Linked DNA regions of Oryctolagus cuniculus: region 1 is linked to region 2. Evidence: chromatin contacts called from public Micro-C data. All regions are on one chromosome and are shown on one strand. The core of a region is the stretch at or near the end of the contact, and the rest is flanking DNA. Distances in the headings are between cores, read along the strand shown.

What was found. A called contact is a pair of places that touch in the nucleus more often than the background predicts.
Region 1: a contact with region 2 is called in a Micro-C map of ear pinna, with 3 times the contacts expected there. The contact joins two enhancer-like sites. A contact is called at or near these places in 4 of 6 Hi-C or Micro-C datasets (ear pinna, psoas muscle, skin fibroblasts and 1 more).

The regions. Positions count from the first base shown.
Region 1 is chr5:9,911,962-9,917,746 of mOryCun1.1, reverse strand. No RefSeq gene overlaps it. Among named protein-coding and RNA genes, the nearest start is that of SNX9, 51 kb to the right of the region's middle. Within about 2 kb of position 3,471, at least 2 of the 8 cell types and tissues checked have an H3K27ac peak or open chromatin away from gene starts, as enhancers often do. A contact at or near this core is called in ear pinna, where this site is marked.
Region 2 is chr5:9,821,148-9,827,229 of mOryCun1.1, reverse strand. It overlaps SNX9 (sorting nexin 9), which reads left to right. Exons shown (of 18, transcript XM_070073337.1): 2 at 5,158-5,244. The coding sequence starts at 5,167. Among named protein-coding and RNA genes, the nearest start is that of SNX9, 39 kb to the left of the region's middle. Within about 2 kb of position 2,584, at least 1 of the 8 cell types and tissues checked has an H3K27ac peak or open chromatin away from gene starts, as enhancers often do. A contact at or near this core is called in ear pinna, where this site is marked.

The sequences.
Region 1 (5,785 bases), core at 2,222-4,721, 90 kb before region 2:
GCAGATGCCACAGGCAGAGGCTTAAACCCACTATGCCACAGTGCCAGCCCCTTTGAGTTCTTTTTAAGATTTTTTAAAAAAAATTTCTTTGAAAGGCAGAGAGCCAGACAGAGATCTCCTATTTTCTGGTTCACTCCACAAATGCCAGCAACACCTGGCACTGGGCCAGCCCAAAGCCAGGAGCTAGGACATCATTCTGGTCTCCCACGCGAGTAATACTTGAGCCATCACCTGCTGCCCACCCCCCATTGTACATTAGCAGGAAACTGGGTCTGAATCAGGTCAGAACTCTAAGCCAGGTCCTCCAATATCGAATGTGGACCTCCATGTGGTAGCTTAACCGCTGCACCACACGTCACATCTGTGTTGAAGTCCATCACCTGGACACAGCACCAACATCCCTGGTGTCACCTGTCCAGTTCACCAGGATCCCAGTTCACCAGGCTTAGGCTTGTCTGGCATCTGTCACCTGCCTCCTGTCTTCAGCAGTGCGGACCAGGTAGCCCACCTTATCTAGTTTAGCCACGCACAGGCCCTTTCCCTGTAAAAAGACATCTTTCCCTGGCCAGACTAAGACAGCGTGAACTCAGGCGCTGCCCAGCACCACGCTCCAGCCTCCAGCCTTGCACTGAGGACCTCAGAGTTGGTCTCCAGAAACAGAGGACAACGCCCTGCTGGCTCCCCAGGCCCAGCGCTGCCTTCAGAGCCCTGGCTGTGGGATCAGCGCCGCTCCTGCCTGACACTCCCAGGACTCGCATTTACGGCGTCTGCTTAACCCTGGGAGACTCTGCCCATCCTAGGTGGGACAGTCGGTGTCTTGGGGTCACTTTGGGCTCCAGGCTGAGCCCTGGCTCAGAGCTCTGCATCTAGGGGCTCAGGTGAGAGACGTCCGGCCCTGCTCGTTCTAAGGCTGTGAACTTAGCAAGTCCTTGGGCCTACGCGAATCTTTGTTTCCTGGACTGTAAAATGAGAGAAACTCACGTCAAGAGGATAATGTGATAAGCTGCCTTAGCTTGAACTACTGGGGAGAGCCTTGGGTGTGCAGCTCCGCTCACGACCTTCAGAGCCTGTGAGTCTTCACTGGATGGTTTGGAAAGTTAGAGATAACACCAGCCAATGCGCCTGGGGTGTGACAAGCACTAAACAAAGGCATTGGTTCAGGCCGGCACCGCGGCTCACTAGGCTAATCCTCCACCTTGCGGCGCCGGCACCCCTGGTTCTAGTCCCAGTCGGGGCGCCGGATTCTGTCCCGGTCGCCCCTTTTCCAGGCCAGCTCTCTGCTATGGCCCGGGGGTGCAGTGGAGGATGGCCCAAGTGCTTGGGCCCTGCACCCCATGGGAGACCAGGAGAAGTACCTGGCTCCTGCCTTCGGATCAGCGAGGTGTGCCGGCCGCAGCGCACTGGCCGCGGTGGCCATTGGAGGGTGAACCAACAGCAAAGGAAGACCTTTCTCTCTGTCTCTCTCTCTCACTGTCCACTCTGCCTGTCAAAACAAAACAAAACAAAACACAAAGGCATTGGTTCTGTTATTATCACTCTGCTGCTGCTCCTCCTCTTCCTCGCAGAGGTGAAGGTTCTTTGTAGTCCACTAAGAACAATAACTCAGCTCTCCGGCCCCCAAAAGCCCCTGCCCAGGAGCCTGGCCTCAGGCCACTGAACCGGTCTGACTTTTCTCCTCTGAAAACCCCGGGGTGTACGGGCCCTGCTTCCTGCGGGAGCAGGACAGCAGAGGTGGTGCGGGGTGTGCGAAGTGGCACCAGACCCCAACTCCACGACAAGATCCAACAGCCACGTAGGCTGCTGCTGTGTCGCCCTGAGCCCGCGATGCGATCTATCCAATCAGCGTTTTCATTACCAGGTCAACATTTTGCATTTTGTGGGGGGAAAAAAAAGAGATAAATCAAATTTCCTTCCTTATTTGGGGGTTTTTAGGAACTGAAATTTGCATTCAACACAAGTTAAAGAGAACAGGTTGTCCACTTCAGATGTCTCAAAATCTCAGTTCATACCAGGACCCTGTTTTTGCTTCAATTGCAAATAACATTATAACAAAAGCTGAAGGGTTTCAATCTAGAAGACAAGAGATAGAAGTATGGTCTGTGTTCCCCACTCGGGCCAGAGCTCATCCTCAAAACGGCCCTGGACAGTGGTAATGCTATGAGGTCCTTGGGGGTTTAGGGGGAGGCTGTTGCCGTGACATCATACTGGGGGCCCTTAGGGGTCCATATCCCCTACCTTACAGGATGCCTGGTGGGGTGAGCAACTCAACCTGGTTTGTCCAGGACCATCTCTGGCTTCAGAAAGCCCAGGGCCAGCTCGGTGTCACAGCAGGTTAAGTGTCCGCCTGTGACACCGGCCTTTCACGTGAGTACCAGTTTGAGTCTCGGCTGCTCCACTTCTGATCCAACTCCCTGCTTATGGGCCTGGGAACGCAGCAGAGGATGGCCTGAGTGCTTGGGCCCCTGCACCCACGTGAGAGACCTGGATGGGGGTTCCAGGCACCTGGCAGCTGTGGCCATGTGGGGAATGAACCAGCACATGAATGCCCTCTCTCTCCCTCTCTCCCTCTCTCTCTGTCAGTCTACCTTTCAAATACATAAATAAATTACTCTTACAAAAGAAAAAAGACTGAAAGCCCAAGGGCCGGATCTCCTTAGTCCCAGGCAAACCGGGCCAGCGTGTGCGGCTCTGCCCAGCCTTCCCATTCATCCAAACCTTCAGCCTCTCTCCGAAGTCTCACCTCCGCCTGGTCTGCTCCACAGTTTCTGTTCTCCTTACTCTACAGCAGAAGGGGAGAGTGTTTGAGAACAGGTCACCCAGGAAGGTTGGGCAGCTCTGCTGAGCCCAGCCAAGGACCTGGAGTCGCAGGCCACAGACCTCTCTCTTCTGGAGCGCAGTGAACACCTTCCATGGAGATGAGCAGCGCTCAAAGCGAGCGTGGCAGCTCCCTTACTTTTGTGTGAACGTTGAAGATTAACTGGCACCGTTACTACCAGACTCGACTTCCTCTTCGTACCGTTCTGTGGCACGCGGAGCAGGGCGGGACAGATATTTCCCCTTTCCAGCCAGAGGAAATGCATTTGCAAAGAAAATGAGCCCCCACAGCAAATTCCTCTTGCCTGGTGCTTTTTTAAAAGCAAAATTTCCTGGGGAGGAGTTGTTTATGGTAATGACTGAAGCACTCCTACACGTACCTGTCACAAGGCAGACAAATTGGGCTGGGGTTTAGAGAACCAGGAGGTGACTTTTAGAAACACTCTGCCCGCCAACACAAGCAGTGGACGTCCTCAGGCAGCAGGACTGGCTCCAAGGGGTGGCCCTGTAATCCCCAAGGCCCCCAGCCGCCCAGAATGTTCTATGGACCTCCCAGGCAGGCGCAGCTCAGCACCCACCTTGGGGCTCACTGTGCTGAATTCCCAAGGGAGCCTTCAATCGATCCAGCTCCCTGTTGAGCAAAAGCCCAAGGCCCACACCTCTTCATGGGCAGGAAACACACAGAGCAGGTGTCGGTGTCATGAGTTGCACCAACAGCAAGAGAGAGCACTAGGTGAGTGGCAGCCGGCGCACTTACCTTGGCCTGGGAGGCATAGTAGCTTCATTGTGTATTATTTTAAAGGATGTATTTATTTATTTGAGTGATAGGAAGAGAGGGAGAGACACACACAGAAAGAGAAATATCTTCCATTCGCTTATTTGCTCCCCAAATAGCTGCACTGGTCAAGGCTGGGCCAGGCTGAAGCTAGGAGCCCAGAACACCATCCGGGCCTCCCCGGATTGTCGAGGGCTCAGGTACTGCTGCCTTCCCAGGCACATTAGTGGGGAGCTGGACTGGAAGCAGAGCAGCTGGAACTGGAACCTGACCTCATATGGGATGCTAGCATCAAAGGCGGTGGCCCAACCCACTCCAGCACAATGCCGGCCTTCCACCCAGGAGCAAGGAGAAGGCGCCCAAGAGCGAAATAGGAGCTCCGCTGTGAGCAGAGTGGGATGCAGAATGGAGGGAGCGAGGTGGGCGAGGGTGGCCAGCTGGGAGAGACACCCTGTGCAGGGAGGGAAACGAATGTGTTGGCGAGAGAGCAGGGTGACAGATTCCATAGAGCAGGTGAATGATCACACTTGGGAGTGAGTACCAGCGTCCACCCCCAAGCTGGGGTGCAGGAGGACACCCCCCTTCCGAGAGCAGCCAGTGTCACCCCAGGACAGGCCGGTGCTGTGGCCTGTGACTGCAGGCATGGCACAATTGGACCCAGCGCCGCTTGCTTTAATGCTCTTCTGTGTCCGTCTTGAAGTACTTAGTGATATTTGAACAGGAGGCCCTGAATTCTCGTTTGGCACCAGACCGGCAAATGGCGCAGCGGGGGCTGAGTGTTCTGCTCATGTCTGGGTAGAATCTGGCTGCACTCACGGGCTCTGGACCCCACGCAGAGGCGATGAGCCATGCGCTCATCGCCATCAGGTGGGACACCTGTGCAGAGAGGGCGCCAGGCACCCTGCTTCCGGCGGTCGGCATTTGTGAGTGTGGCAAGGGCCATCTGTGGATAGAGCCCAAGAACAGAACAGAACCATGACTCCCTGTGCACCAGCTCTGGAGGTGGGTAGGAGACGGCGGGCGTTGTAGCAACACAAGCTCTCCTAAGTTCCTTTTAGTCTAATACGGAATTCCATGAGCTCAAGCCAAGACCAAGTAGGTATGAGGTTTCGCAGAAGACTCCCCCGCCCGATTTTATAGCATTCAGAACGAAGATTTATGATTTTATTCAGCCAAGAATGTCATAGGATGCCCGAGTCCCACACAGCAAAATCTGCATTCAAAAGAAATCTCTTATTGTAAAGCCTCAGAAGGAAATTTGTGAGTAAACCTAGACTTATATTTCAGGGAGGAAAAAGCAGAAAGGCATTTCCCGAAACTTAAGGTTATTATTTTTGCTATGACATGAGGAAATAGATGATTAAGAATAATTGAGTGGTGGCTTTCAGCCTAGTGGTTAAAACACATGTCACTCATTGGAGCATCTGAGCTCAAGTTCCAAAAAAAGACTTAGTCATTTATTTGAAAGGCAGAGTTACAGAGAAAGAGGAAGACATGTAAAGAGAGAGACAAAGACAGAGAGAGAGAAAGAGAGATCTTCCTGCCATTGTTTCACTCCCCAGATGGCCACAACAGCCAGCCCTGGGCCAAGCGGGAGCCAGGAGCTTCATCTGGGTCTCTCACATGGATGGCAGGCCCCCCACCCCCACCCCAAACACCTGGGCCATCTTCTGCTGCTTTGTCCAGGCCATTGGCAGGGAGCTGGATCAGAAGCAGAGCAGCTGAGACACAAAATAGCACCCTTATGGGATGCCGATGTTGCAAGCCGTGGTTTTATCGGCTGGGCCATAATGCTGGCTCCCGAGTTCAGTTCTGAACTCCAGCTCTTGACTCCCATTGCCTGCTAATGCAGACCCTGGGAGGCAGCAATGTTGGCTCAAGTCACTGGGCCCCTGCCACTCACATGGGAGACGGGGGTGGACTTCCCAGCTGCAGGTTCCACCCCTAGCCCAGAGCTGCTGCAGGCTTGGGGGGAGGGAGCCAGCGCATAGGAGGAGCCCCTCTGTCTGTCTCTCAAATAAATAACTAAAATTAATAATAAAAAGGGACAGCAGGTATGGATCAGGGTTCTGAACTATGTTAGATGTTTCCTATTTATAAATATGCTATATATGAATATGTATTTCTATATTTAGATGTTTGTAGCAGTCAATTTCTATAAAATACTAACAATTCTTGGCAGAATAGGGGAAATTT
Region 2 (6,082 bases), core at 1,335-3,834:
TTGATGCAAACTGAAAAGCATGGAACCTTAACCTAGATTTCTTCTGATGATCTTGACCGGTAAAGACAACATTGGAGAAAACGTTAAATAGTGAGATTTTAAAAGTCATTTGAAGTGCTCAGTTAAGCAGCATGCCATTTGAAGAGAAAGACTAGGTATACTGAAGTAATCATGTACATGACAAAAGTTTAGTTATCAAGGGTGTTAATAAGGGATCTTTGTTTCCTGCCTTTTTTTTTTTTTTTTTTTTTTTTTTGACAGGCAGAGTGGACAGTGAGAGAGACAGAGAAAGGTCTTCCTTTTGCCGTTGGTTCACCCTCCAGTGGCCGCCGCAGCCGGCGCGCTGCAGCCGGCGCACCGCGCTGATCCGAAGCCAGGAGCCAGGTGCTTCTCCTGGTCTCCCATGGGGTGCAGGGCCCAAGCACCTGGGCCATCATCCACTGCACTCTCGGGCCACAGCAGAGAGCTGGCATGGAACAGGGGCAACCGGGACAGAATCCGGCACCCCGACCAGGACTAGAACCCGGTGTGCCGGCGCCACAAGGCGGAGGATTAGCCTAGTGAGCTGTGGCGCTGGCCTGTTTCCTGCATTTTTTAAAAGATTATTGTCTTTTTGACATTTTTTTTTTAATTTTAAGAGAGCAACATCACTAAAGATTTACTGCTTTTTCTTTTTTTTTTTTTTTTTTTTTTTTTTTAATTTTTGACAGGCAGAGTGGACAGTGAGAGAGAGACAGAGAGAGAAAGGTCTTCCTTTTGCCGTTGGTTCACCCTCCAATGGCCGCCGCTGCAGCCGGCGCACCGCGCTGATCCGATGGCAGGAGCCAGGAGCCAGGTGCTTTTTCCTGGTCTCCCATGGGGTGCAGGGCCCAAGCACCTGGGCCATCCTCCACTGCACTCCCTGGCCATAGCAGAGAGCTGGCCTGGAAGAGGGGCAACCGGGACAGAATCCGGCGCCCCGACCGGGACTAGAACCCGGTGTGCCGGCGCCGCAAGGTGGAGGATTAGCCTATTGAGCCACGGCGCCGGCCTGATTTACTGCTTTTTCTAAGACTTGATTGTGATTTATATGGAACCAAAGATCCAGATGGGCTTGATTTGTGTATGGATTCTTATAGAGCCAGTGCTTTGCTTTGTTTCAGATGTTTCCTTGATAAATTCTTTGAGGTTGTTAGTTTGCATTAACCTGTGTGTGTGCTCACTGCAGCCAGGCAGGAGCAGTTTCCTTGAGGAAGGGATGGGTGGCAGACAAAATAACAGATGTGTAAGAGAATGTGTGCCTGCACACTCCCGTCTCTTCTCCAGAAAGAAGATGTGGGTCAGGGATGAGGGGTTCTGCACCCTGCAGACAGATGCATGGCTGCTCAGTGTTCCGAGTCCGAGCACTTAATTTGAGAACTTGAGTCCACTAATACTGATTTTACTAGCAGCTAGATTAGTGGTTGATTGAACAGCTAAGTGAGATTGATTTCCACTAGCTATTTACCTTATCTATAGCAGTTTTTGAAGATGTTAATTGTAGTTCACAGTATGTACTGGATATATAGTAGAATTATCTGTTTTTGTTTTTGTTTTTTTTTTTTTTTTTGACAGGTAGAGTTATAGACAGAGAGAGAGACAGAAAGGTCTTCCTTCCGTTGGTTCACCCCCCAAATGGCTGCTACGGCCAGCACTGCGCTGATCCGAAGCCAGGAGCCAGGTGCTTCTTCCTGGTTTCCCATGCAGGTGCAGGGGCCGAAGCACTTGGGCCATCCTCCACTGCTTTCCCAGGCCACAGCAGAGAGCTGGACTGGAAGAGGAGCAACCGGGACTAGAACCCGGCACCCATATGGGATGCCGGTGCCACTGGCGGAGGATCAGCCAAGTGAGCCACGGCGCCAGCCCCAGGAACGGTTTCTTAAAAAGTACAGCTAACATTGAAGAAATCAGTATTAGAAAAATGGGCCTTTTCTTTCAAAGGCTTTGTGAAAAAAGAGTCATTGGCAGTTGGGGTTTAGGGCAGCATCTTTATCTGTGTGGATACTGACAGTGATGGGCAGGAGGGAGGCGTGGGGAGTGATTAGGGAAGACAGGAGACAGGGCAGCCGGATAGGCAGAGAGAAGCAGGTGTGGGAGAGCGCCTGAGGCTCAGTGCCAGGGCTTCCAGCCTCACCCCAGCTTCCTTTCGCTGAGTTCGGTGCTCAGGTTTTGTTTGTTTGTTTTAATTGGAACGTGTACCCATTTGGAGGTGTGCTTACTAAATCCTTTTGTCACCTCAAATTGTTCTGATTTCTGAGAAGCATCTGTAGTTCTTTGGAAGGTCCCAGTACAGTGTTTTACGTGAACCTACGGTGTTTGTAAACACTTTTCTCGGACTCAGTCCACTTTGTGCTGCTGTAGTGGAATAGCTGACTGGTGGTTTACGAGAAATTGGGAATTTACTCTCTCACAAACCTGGAGGCAGGGAATTCAAGACCCAGACTCCAGCAGGCCAGGGCCTGGTCTCTCTCCTTCCTGTCTGGTGCCCTGAATGCCAAGTCCTGCATGGTGAAGGGGCGGGAGAAAGTGCACACCCACTCCCAGGACCCTTTCTAAGTCAGCATTTGTCCTCATGACCTCAGCACCTCCCTGGAGGCTTATTGCTGTTGCTCTGGGGGTCAGGTTTCAGCATGACTTTTGGAGGGGATATAAGCATTCAAACCATAGCAGCAAGTCTGTGTTCAGTAACATTTAAATGTGCACAGGGGTTTGCTTTTCTTTATTTTTTGCTTGCTTCACCAAGCGGTAAGCTTAGTAAGCAAGGAGCTTAGGTTTTCTGTGTGTGGGGGAACTAATTGGATTTATCTGGATTTAAAAAAAAAAGCAAGATTCGTAAGGAACAATAACAAAACAGCAGATCCCTGGGGGTGGGGCACAGCTGGCTGCTCTCCCTGGGAAGTCCCTGGGCCTTCATCTGTCAGCGCTTCTTGCCTGACGGATTGACACGTGTGCTTTAAAAATGACTTCATGACCGGCAGGACGGGCCGAGTCCTGTCTGCTTTGCCACTGGTTTCCTTGTCCTGTGAGAAGGCCCCAGGAGAACATGTCCGTGCTGCTGGTGTTTGCTCCTTCAGCCGCACTTCAGGTCTCTTCCCGCCTCTCAGGGGACACACACCCGCCTGACGGGTCTGGCTCCACCCCTTGTTTCCAACATTTTACTGGGAAAACGTTTCAAGCATGTGGAAAAATGGAAAGAATGTCGGTTGACCACCACACACCACCGTCTGTGTTGTGTGGCAGGCGTTTCACAGTACCTGCCTCGTGTGTTTTTCCGTCAGTCCATCTCAGTATATTTGTTGTTTTCCCTGTCATTTACCACTAGATGTGATTCCTTAACCCTTGGCAGAAGGACTTGGCATCATTAAGCAAATATGGAGGAAGAGGGCCTTGTAAGTGGCTGCTGTGTGGTGCGCGTTTGGTGACAGTTTGTTTAGGGAGTGCAGTTCCATTGATGTTTGACCAGTCCTGTAGGTAGACTAGAAATTGCCTATTAGGAAGCAATAACTTTTTTTAAAAGAAGATTTATTTATTTATTTGAAAGGCAGAGTTACAGAGAGGCAGAGGCAGAGAGAGAGAGAGAGAGAGAGAGAGAGAGGTCTTCCATCCACTGATTCACTCCCCACTTGGCTGCAATGGCGGAGCTGTGCCAGCCCAAAGCCAGGAGCCAGGAGCTTCCTCTCTGTCTCCCATGCGGGTGCAGGGGCCCAAAGACTTGGGCCATCTTCTTTTCCAGGCCGTAGCAGAGAGCTGGCACCCATATGGGATGCTAGCGCTGCAGGCCAGGGCTTTAACCCGCTGCACCACAGCACTGGCCCCAAAACAATGACTTTTAAAACATACCCTGTTTCTTAGGCACAGCTGGCCCCCATTTATAAGGTGGATTTTTTGGAAATGAAAAAAATCACTTAGAATTTCAAATGGATTAAAGCTACAATTTAATATAAAGGTTTATATACAATATTATATATTTTACCACAGTGACTGTTTTCATTTTTTGTCACTTTAACAAAGTACCCGAATAAGCCTAACTTTATAAGGAAAGAGGCTTATTGGGCTCCCATTTCTGCAGTCTAAGGCCGGGCAGGTCCCGCTGGCTCACCTCTGGTGAGATGACGTTGGAACGTGTGCAGAGAAGGATCGCATGGCGAGCTGGAGAGGGAGGAGGGGCAGCCCAGACCCTGGCTTTGATTTCAGCTGCCTCAGAGCCAGCCTCAGTGCTCCACGTACTCCCCCCAGGCCCCACCTCCTGATGGTCCCTCCATCACCCAGCAACACTGTCCTGCAGACCAAGCCTGAATGCATGCGCCTGTGGGGACCCCCATGCTGATGCCCAAGCCATGGCCATGACCCTCTGTAGCAATGGGTGCATGCAGTGTTCCAGGCAGCCTGGGTGGCTGGACTACTCCTCGGCTGGAAGGACAGCTCCAGGCAACCTCCTTTCGTCTGTTTTATGTGAAAGTAAGATCTCATTTGAGGGAGAGGTTGAGACCCAGAGCTGTTTAGGTAAGCTGAGTGACACACACAGCACAGTGGAAGCCAAGTGATAGTGAAGCAGCAGACATGGGTCTTGGTTCCCAAATCTTAACTTTCTGAGTTAAAATGGCTGGGGATGCTGCATTGGCAAAATTCATCCATGTGGCTGGCTCTAGATAAGGAATTGTGAGACTTACATGACAACGAATTCTTCTAAACACATGTGACTCTAACATGCGTGTGTGCGTGTGTACACACATGGATACCTATGCAGATGCCCAGAACAGGGCTGCCCAGAGTGAACGTCTCTGCTGTTTCCCTCCTGAATGGAGGGGCATGCTGTTTTTCTCAATGAAATGGGAATGTTTGGAGTTGACATTTTGTGCTGATCTGTGAACATGGTGGGGGCGTGGAGGTGGCAGCAGAAGCCTTCCATGCGGAGCGGCGCCGTCGTCCCACTGGTGCTGAGGGTCCCCACAGCCGAGCGGCTCAGGTGTTTTGGTCGTCCCTCTTCCTGTCTTCCAGAACAGCCACAGCCCCCACCGTGCTCATGCCAGCACGCCGTGCTCATGGCAGCATGCTTACAAAGTTGACAGTACGTGTGGTTTGGGTGTTTTACGGTTCAGTTTACATCTGTCACTTCCTCTTTCCTCTCCACTCCCATAGGCTCGGGTTATGTATGATTTTGCTGCTGAACCTGGAAATAACGAACTGACAGTCAGTGAAGGAGAGATCATCACCATCACAAACCCGGTAAGCGATCTACCCCTCTCTCCTGCACTGATTTTAAAGATTGGGTGACTCATAGAATCTTTTTCTGTTGCCTATGAGGTATTTGTAGTGAAGTCAGAAGCTATTTTGTAAATATTGAGAAACGTTCCCTAAAGATTGCAAAATTTTATATCTTTTTCCATGCGTTTATTTTAGATTTTTTCTTCATTGTTTCTGACTTGTCGGGTACCCTGCAGTTGTTAGGCCTTTCTCCTGTCCTAATTCTGTGTCTAAAATGAATGAGTGACAGTGCTGGGATCCCTTAGCTCACTGATCACTAGCATTGTTTTCCTAAGCTTTATCCTTAAATCAGATTAGCTTACCAGAAGGCTGTATATACTAAGACTAGATCAGCTTAGCTCTGATGGAGTTATCTTTGCTGAATGACAAAGTCTTGCTTCAGCTTTTATCCAGGTAAGAAATGACTATTTGGAAATCCAGCATTTCCGCATCTTTACAAGAACACGATTGTGCACAGATACATAGGTTACACACATCGTGTTACAGTGTGTGTCTCCTCGGGTAGCCAGGGCTCTTACTGCCTTCCTGATGGCATTCATGTGTTCGATTCTGTCCCTGGGAGATTTGGCTGTTTGCTCTCATAAAATAAAATCTTGAATTTCTTTTATGATCTTTGTTGTCAAGAAGCTCAGCAGCAAACCCAATATTAATTTTTTTCAGTGATGTTTGCCCAAGATCCTGTAAAAGTTTTTGCTGTTACCTCTGGGCAATATCTACCTCAAACTGCTTAAATGTCCTTTTTAATATGTAATTTTTTAATGAATCTTGAAAGTACAAGCTTCCAAAAGTTCATGGAAAA